3 separate regions of the Sus scrofa genome follow, and regions 1 and 3 are each linked to region 2. Evidence: chromatin contacts called from public HiChIP or PLAC-seq data. All regions are on one chromosome and are shown on one strand. Each heading gives the region's core, a stretch centred on a gene start, on an enhancer-like site or on the middle of the called end of the contact. The rest is flanking DNA. Distances are from core to core; before and after follow the strand shown.

The links. HiChIP or PLAC-seq counts read pairs in DNA pulled down with a chosen protein or histone mark.
Region 1: a contact with region 2 is called in an H3K27ac HiChIP or PLAC-seq map of alveolar macrophages. The contact joins the promoter of DHX36 here to the promoter of RAP2B in region 2. A contact is called at or near these places in 1 of 5 promoter capture datasets (liver), 1 of 47 Hi-C or Micro-C datasets (skeletal muscle) and 2 of 2 datasets of contacts at active chromatin or transcription factors (alveolar macrophages and skeletal muscle).
Region 3: a contact with region 2 is called in an H3K27ac HiChIP or PLAC-seq map of alveolar macrophages. The contact joins the promoter of P2RY13 here to the promoter of RAP2B in region 2. A contact is called at or near these places in 1 of 5 promoter capture datasets (liver) and 1 of 2 datasets of contacts at active chromatin or transcription factors (alveolar macrophages).

The regions. Positions count from the first base shown.
Region 1 is chr13:94,348,624-94,351,658 of Sscrofa11.1, forward strand. DHX36 (ATP-dependent RNA helicase DHX36) reads right to left here and starts at 1,710. Exons shown (of 25, transcript XM_021069687.1): 1 at 1,371-1,710. The coding sequence starts at 1,628.
Region 2 is chr13:93,306,558-93,309,361 of Sscrofa11.1, forward strand. RAP2B (RAP2B, member of RAS oncogene family) reads left to right here and starts at 1,555. Exons shown (of 1, transcript NM_001123185.1): 1 at 1,555-2,106. The coding sequence starts at 1,555. The coding sequence ends at 2,106.
Region 3 is chr13:91,512,340-91,515,100 of Sscrofa11.1, forward strand. P2RY13 (P2Y purinoceptor 13) reads right to left here and starts at 1,348. Exons shown (of 2, transcript XM_021069624.1): 1 at 780-1,348; 2 at 1-51. The coding sequence starts at 16. The region is part of intron 16 of MED12L (mediator of RNA polymerase II transcription subunit 12-like protein); the gene reads left to right.

The sequences.
Region 1 (3,035 bases), core at 460-2,959, 1.0 Mb after region 2:
GGTAGTAATTTTACTAAATGGAGAAGGTTGGGGAGGAAGTGGAAGTCAAGAGTTTCTTTCATAACAATCTAATGAATAAATGGCCTCAGATGGAAATAATAATGAAGATAATAATGAAGAATTTTTCCTGATTTACTTAGTGTTTCATCTATTTAGTTCTTATTTTCCCTCCCTGAATATCATATTTCTTCAGATTCCCCAAAGCAATGCATAAACCTTGTGTGAAACAAGAAGTAAACAAAATCTGATAGTTAAGAAGTTATTACGTACCTTTAATACTAATCACTCAATTATTCTTCCAATTTCAAGATGACTTAGATGTCTTTTCCTTAACTTCTGAAAAACTGGTTTGCTCAATAAGTTAATTTTTGGTTGTCAAAGAAATATGGTGTTGGTGGTGGTTTTTTAAGAGAATATGATAATGTGAAGATGGATACATCCTCAAAGAATCAATAAAAATGACACGGATAAAAGAAAAATAAAGAAATGGGATGATTTTAAAACAGAAGCCTAAATGGTGATTCAATTACACTCTATCTAACATGAAAGATGCTTTTAAAGTCACTAAAAAGCTGTTCTAAGCTTATATTAAGAAAACTTGTTTAATCATATATGTATACTATATAAATACATAAAATTACTATCAGAACAGAGAATAGGCCACTCTGGGATCTTTAATGTTTCCTTTATTACACCTCTTCAGGATACAAATCAAATGGACAGTTAGTTACCAACCTGAAGAGACAAGTCAAATTATCTCTTGAAATTTCTTCCACTTCTAGGATCTAGGTTTACTTCTCAAATAGGAGCTACTTTAGCAGGAACCTCTCTAGCCCAACATAAAAGCAAAACATTTGGGTTTGTGTTTATTTTAATACTAAAAATTAAAGTTGGAATATTCTTCTGAAGGATCTACATTCAAAAGAGTGGTTGAAAGTTTTTGTTTTGCACAAACCTGTATCTCAAGTATAAAGTTGCTATTTTAGAGTTCATCAAGCAAGGAATTTAAATGAAAGTGGCATTAATTATTCTACGGGAAATGGTAGGAAGAGATACTATGACAGTAACACCCCAGTAAATTTCGGCTGGACCCTGAATTTAACATTCGTTTTATCTCCAGTTCTCACGTCTTTTAAGCAAAGTACACATTGAGCCCACATAAATCTCAACTGCTTCAAGTGAGATGCACAGAGTCACCGTCAACTGTAACAATATCCACTATGGGACGCTTCAGCACTTGCATTTCACAGAGCACATGCATCAGTTTAGAAACGAAGTTAAGATACAAAAAAAGGAAAGAAAGGGGGCAGCAAGATGGAAAAGAAAATCAGTCCTGCCTTACCCCCCTCCACTACCGAGTCTCAGATTACCTCCTGCCTTTCCGCTTCCTTATTTTTCTGTCCTTGTTTCTTCGCGTACCACAAGCCGATTTCGCGGCCTTTCAGGTGCCCTGGATGTCGGCCTCGGCCGCCTCGACCACCCCCTCCTCCGCCGCCGCCGCCACCTCCGGAACCTCGGTTCCCCCCATGGCCTCCTCCACGGCCTCCTCCATAGCTTCCTCCATAACCCCCGCTGGAGCCGCGGGGCCCGCCATCGCGGCCCCAGCTCTGATGGTAGTCATAGCTCATTGTCCCAGCGGATTACAACCCGTGAGAAGCTACAACCGCTGGAAATGGCGACCGGGCCCGGAAGCCAGTGAGCGCCCACTTCCGCTTTGCTTCCGGCGCCCAGCGCGAGAGGGAGGGATATTGAGCGTAACAAGAAGCCGTTTCCGGTGACGTCACGGGTCCGGGGACTTGTAGGTCCGAGCTTGGCCCAAGTGAAATTGTTTGTGACCTTAATTGTTTATCTTTGTACTTTTGAAGAGAGAGCAAGCAAGAGGCTCGCAGGTTTTCTTTCCCTACGCACAACATATGAAGAAATGGGGTTTGAGTTTTACTTTCATACTTTTCCTGGTAAAATCCGAGTTTGCTTCCAATCGGTCTCTGTAAATGTTGATTGGCACAGTGAAAGAACCTGTGGATAGAATGCTTTGTTTCCTAAAGGAAATGAGTTCATTTTTTTTTCTTTACTAGTAGCTGTGTCATGAAAACACCCTAGCACCTGTTTCGAATATAGTTAAGTATAAAATGTCCCTGCCTCTTTTAAAGGATTATCATTAGTTACTAACTTTATCCAGAAGCATAAGATGAGCCTGTCTACCCAAATTTAGTGCAGGACACTAAGAGAATGCAAATGAAACAGGAGTTGAAGTTTCCTGTGTTGTATGAAGCTGTCTATTTTTGATTGACCACACAACTGAGGGTCTAGCACAAGCTATTCTTGAATAATCAAATAACTGGGCAATACAAGCTTGGATGTTTAGCAGGAGATACCCAGTTTATGTACACATGTACTGATTTAAAGATTGTGGTGATACTCACTGAACAAGACAAATAAAGCATCAGCTTTTATTTGCTTACAGTCTTGAGTAAAAGATAAGGGCTAAATAAATAAGTGTATTGTTTGCTGTGAGGAAGTCCAGAGTACATTGCTGTGGAATAAAAATTACTTTGAGCAGAGACATTTGAGTTCTTGAAATCTCTGACCTACCTAAAAGCAGAGCTTCCCAAAAGAACTCGGAAGAACTCAATTATTTTAAATCTCTTCTCTGGGAGAGGAACCAGGGAAGATTGACTTTTATCACTGAAGACTGCAAATCAACACCACATCTGAAAAGACTTTGTAACAAAATTATATCTTCCATCTGTTCTCATAAGGGTTCATTTACCTTTCCTAAAGTCATTTGTTTTCCCATAAATAACTTTCCCCTCCTTCCCTTTGCTATGAGATGGTATATAAGCCCCAAGTAGTACTATGGCCTTGAGTCCCGGTTTTCTGTGAACTTCCATAGGTGTGTGATTAAATCTACTTTATGACTTGCTAATCTGCCTTTTGTCAGTTTAATTTGCAGTTCCCCAAGAACCAAACAGGAGGGTAAAGGAAGAGTCCTCCACCTTCCAATAGCCATGAGATGTTACAGGAAAAATAATTTA
Region 2 (2,804 bases), core at 305-2,804:
CTTAGCTTCAAAACGACTAGGATGGGGAAGTGGGAGGAAGGGGGCGGGGAGCAGCAGAGAAAGAACAGCTGTGCCTCCGCCTCTCAACTCAATCTCTATAAATAACCAATCACGAGCGGAGTCTACTTTTTAGCCAATGAAGCAGCCCAAACTGATAAGATCTTGGCAGTAGCCAATGGGAGAGCATTTGAGGGTGTGAGATTTGCGCCCCGGGACCAATGGGTCCAGAGTCTGGGAGAGGTAATTTGAGCTAGAGTGTGGGTGTGTGGTGCACAAGCTTCCTACTTCCAAGCCCCCAAACCTGCTCTGTGCACTGAGCATGCCCTGACTAGCTGCGGGCGCCACCGCCGCTTTGGATAGGACTGTAATCCGCTCTCCAGATTTTGGCCCCAGCTGACTGGGGCGGGGGAGGGGGCGAGTGGGGGGGCGGGGTGGCCCGCGGAACCCTAGCCCGAAGACAGCTCTGGTTAGTAGAGGCAGCCCTTTCCCTAGTCGCAACAGGGTTTCAGACCCAGCATTCCCGTTTTCTTTGTCCCAGAGATGAAAGTGCGGGAGAGTAGGCCAGAGAAGGTCGGGTAGAAAGAGCTGCGCCTTGGGTAGGGGAAGATGGTCTTCCCGCCAAACACCCAAACGTCCTTTGGGTCTCAATCCCGGGAGACACACCCTCCGGGGGTCTGGGAAGTGGGATCTACGGGCTCTGAATGATGCGAGGCAAGAGCCCAATCCTCCCTATTCCCAGGGAGGAGTGAGGGGGTGGCTGCCGCACCCACTCGCTTCTCGAAGAGCCTGAGCCCCTATGTATGAACCCAGAGCGGCGAAAGAAGGCTGCCTCCAACCTCCCACTGGAGCTCTCCCAGCCCGCCACAAACACCTACACATCCCGGCACATTTGTCCTCTTGCTGGGAGACCAGAGCCTCCGGCGAATCCGCTAGTCCCGACTCAAATCGCGAGCCCCACCCACAACCCCGCCTCCGCCCGGCTCCCTGGAAAACCAGGAGCAGCGGATCCGGCGGGAGCGGCCGGCGGCGGCGCACTGGGCATGCTCGTCCGGGCGGGGAGGGCCGGGCTGCGCGCGGCGAGTAGGAAGCCCTCGCCCCGCGGAGGCTGAGGAAGAGAGCTCCATGGGCCGCGGCGGTGGGCGCACGCTCTGCGGGGACTCATGCCACGCGCGTCCCGGCCCGACGCGCAATTAGCTGCCGCCTCCGCAGCCCGCTACCTCCGCCGCCTCCTCGCCCTTCTGGGCTGCCGCGACGAGAAGCTGCAGCCTTCGCTTTGCACAGGCTGCCGGCATTGTCCTCCGGTTCCGCCGCCCAGGCTGCCGCTGCCGCTGCCGCCGCGGGCTGCTGCGGGGCCCCGGACCTGCGCCCCAGGGACGCGCTGCCGCTGCCGGCCGGCCCGGCGCCCGGCCCCCGCTCGGTGATTTCCGCGCTCTGCGCTCCTCGGCCATTTCGCTCCTGAGTTTTTCCTGCGGAGCTGAGGAAGGGTAGAAGTCCAGCCGCCAAGCCCAGCCTTACTACGGCGCGCAGCCCCGACGGGCGAGCGCCGACGGAGCCATGAGAGAGTACAAAGTGGTGGTGCTAGGCTCGGGCGGCGTGGGCAAGTCCGCGCTCACCGTGCAGTTCGTGACCGGCTCCTTCATCGAGAAGTACGACCCCACCATCGAGGACTTCTACCGCAAGGAGATCGAGGTGGACTCGTCGCCGTCCGTGCTGGAGATCCTGGACACGGCCGGCACGGAGCAGTTCGCGTCCATGCGGGACCTGTACATCAAGAACGGCCAGGGTTTCATCCTCGTCTACAGCCTCGTTAACCAGCAGAGCTTCCAGGACATCAAGCCTATGCGGGACCAGATCATCCGCGTAAAGCGGTACGAGAGAGTGCCCATGATCCTGGTGGGCAACAAGGTGGACTTGGAGGGCGAGCGCGAGGTCTCTTACGGCGAGGGCAAGGCCCTGGCCGAGGAGTGGAGCTGCCCCTTCATGGAGACATCGGCCAAAAACAAAGCCTCGGTGGACGAGCTGTTTGCCGAGATCGTGCGGCAGATGAACTACGCGGCGCAGCCCAACGGAGACGAGGGCTGCTGCTCGGCCTGCGTGATCCTCTGAGGCGCCCGCGGCTGCCGCGCGCCGGCCGAGCTCTGCGCACAAAAGCCAAACGCACCCGACTCTAAATGTGATTTCTCTTCTTGCTTTGAGATTGGAGACGACTTTGCATCGGCCGGGGTGTCCCGGGAGCCCGGCTGGCCCCCGTGGCCATGTCCCCTGCCTCTGCCCCGTGTCCGAGGGGGTGTGCCGTTCTGACCATCCGAGACCCGATGGAAATGTGGCTCTTTGCGGCATGTACGTTTCTCATTGATTTTGGTTGACGCGTTATTTCCCCATTGACGCAGCCGTTGGGGCGCTGTATTGGCAGCTTGACACCGGCAAGCGAAAGTTTCAGCCTGGAGAAAAAAAAAAAAAAAAAAATGGGGTGGGGGAGGAAGAGGACGGGGAGAAGGTTGGAAAGGGGGAGTTTTTTGTTTTTGTTTTTCTGTCCAAAACCGTTTTTCTCGTTCCAAGTTTTAAATACTCGGAAGGAAGTCCGGGAGAACCAAATGAAGGAGCAGGAGGAGAGGAAAAAACTTTTGTTTTTTTTCCTCGTTTTCCAGGAGTAGCTGGAAATTAAGATCGGGTTCCTTTTCTGCCAGCTTGGAAGGGCAACCCCGTGACTGATTATGATTCTGAGGATGTCTATGCAAAGTTGGATTCTTGTTACAGTGTATCCAATCTGAAGTATTGCACATCTGAACTGGGACTGTTAACAC
Region 3 (2,761 bases), core at 98-2,597, 1.8 Mb before region 2:
CCACTGTGGCGTTCATGATGTCCAGTGTCAGCTGTTACAAATAGACATAGACTCGAAGTAAAACACGAAGAATTTCATGATTTCAAAATGCTCCTTGTTAAAAACAGACTTTAGGTTTGCAGCATATTAAAACTTAACATTTATTCATTTCATTCATTAGATCAGTTGAGAAGTCATACGTTGTTTCTGGTTAAAATTTTTTTTTTTTAATTTTTTTTGTCTTTTATTTTATTTTATTTTTTTTGCCATTTCTTGGGCCGCTCCCACGGCATATGGAGGTTCCCAGGCTAGGGGTCTAATCAGAGCCGTAGCCACCGGCCTACGCCAGAGCCACAGCAACGCGGGATCCGAGCCGCGTCTGCAACCTACACCACAGCTCACGGCAACGCCGGATCGTTAACCCACTGAGCAAGGGCAGGGACCGAACCCGCAACCTCATGGTTCCTAGTCGGATTCGTTAACCACTGTGCCACGACAGGAACTCCTGGTTAAAATTTTTGAAGCACAATACATTTTTGGTATTTGTAATAGTGCCATTACCTTCACACCCTGATGGAATCCAAATGACTGGTCTGCCTCATTCATAAGTGCTACTTTTAATGTGGCAGTAAAACAAAACCTGCTTAAGAGGTAATTATTCATGTCAGATTCCTCTACATTATATAACCTCTTATGCTCATAATCAATGGTTTGTAGAATGTTAACCTTAAAGCATTTCCCCCCTTGAACATATTCCATCATTTATAAACAAGCTGCTCTTAATAATAGTTGAAATTTACCTTTGTGTGCGAGGATACTCAGCTCAGTATCTTCGGATTAAGGCAGTCATTAGTTAAGCCCATGAAGAGCCTGTGAAGCAAGTGTCTGCTTTTTTATACCGAGTTTCCTTCCTCATTTCCACATACGCAGTGTGATCCATTAGAACCTCTTCATATGCAGTCCTTTGGGGTTTTTCTTATAAGGAACCTCTTTTGTGGACTGTTAATCTACAATGGCTTGGATAAATCAGTTTAGTTGCAGTTTGACAATATTGATTCTTCCAATCCAAGAACATGATATGTCTTTCCATCTGGTTGTATCATCTTTGATTTCTTTCATCCACATCTTATAGTTTTCAGAGTGCAGGTTCTTTGCCTCCTTAGGTAGGCTTATTCCTAAGGTTTTTTGTTTTGTTTTGTTTTGTTTTGATATGATGCTTAATGGGATTGTTTCCTTAATTTCTCTTTCTGATATTTTGTTATTAGTGTTTAGTAATGCAAGAAGTTTCTGTGTATTAATTTTGTATCCTGCAGCCTTACAAATTCATTGATGAGCTCTAGTAGTTTTCTGGTAGCATCTCTAGGATTTTCTATGTATAGCGTTATGTCATTTGCAAACAGTTACCATTTTACTTCTTCTTTTCAGATATATGTATATATACACACACACACACACATATATATATATATATACACATATACACACACATATACATATATATATACACACACACACATATATATATACATACTTGTCTTTTTAGGGCCACACCTGCAGCATATGGCAGTTTCCAGGGTCGAATCAGAGCTGTAACCACTGGCCTACACCACAGGCACTGCAACGTGGGATCTGAGCCTTGTCTGTGACCTGCACCACAGCTTATAGCAATGCTGGATCCTTAACCCACTGAGTGAGGCCAGGGATCAAGCCCACATCCTCATGAATCCTAGTCAGGTTTGTTACCGCTGAGCCATGATGGGAACTCCTCTTCTTTTCAAGTTTGGATTCCTTTTACTTCTTTTTCTTCTCTGATTGATGTGGCTAGGACTTCCAAAACTATGTTGAATAACAGTGGTGAGTGTGGGCATGCTTGTTTTGTTCCTCATCTTAGAGGAAATGCTATCAGCATTTCACAATTGAGAACAATGTTAGCTGCAGGTTTGTCATATATGGCCATTATTATGTTGAGGTAGGTTCCCTTTATGCCCACTTTCCAGAAAGTTTTTATCAAAAGTGGGTGTTTCTATCACTGTCTTCCAGCTCACTTTTTTTGTTCTTCTTCCTCGGTTATTCTGCTATGGATTCAGGTATTGTATTGCTCATCTTTGTTTGTTCTTTAAATCTTCTAGCTCTTTGTTAAACATTTCTTGTTATTTCTGTGCCTCCATTCTTTTTTCCAAGATCTTGGGTCATCTTTTTCAGGTAGATTGCCTGTCTCTACTTCACTTAGTTCTTCTAAGGTTTTATATTGTTTCTTTGTCTGGAACATATTTATCTACCATCTCATTTTGTTTCACTTTCTTTGTTTGTGGTCTTGTTTCCATAGGCTACAGGATCATAGTTCCTCTTGCTTCTGATGTCTTCCCCCGGTGGGTAAGGTTGGTCCAAGGGCTTGTGCAGGGCTCCTGGTGGTGGCCATGTCAAGAGGTGGCTGTGAGCTCAGTACAGCTTTAGACAGCCTGTCTGCTGATGAATGAGGCTGTGTTCCCATCCTGCTGGTTGTTTGGCCTGTGGTACATCAGCATTGGAGCCTGCAAGCTGTTGAGTAGGGCTGCATCTTGGTGCCAAAATGGTGACCTCTGGTAGAGCTCATGCCAGTCAGCATCCTGGGACCTCTACTACCTGTGTCCTTGCCCTTCCTGTGAGCCTCAGCTGCCTCCTGCCTCCCAGGAGACCCTTCAAGCCCCACTGTTAGGTCTGGCCTAAACCCCTGTGGCGTAACTGCTTTGTGCTGGTTCCCAGTGCACATGAAACCCTGTGTGCGCCCTCCAAGAGTAGAGTC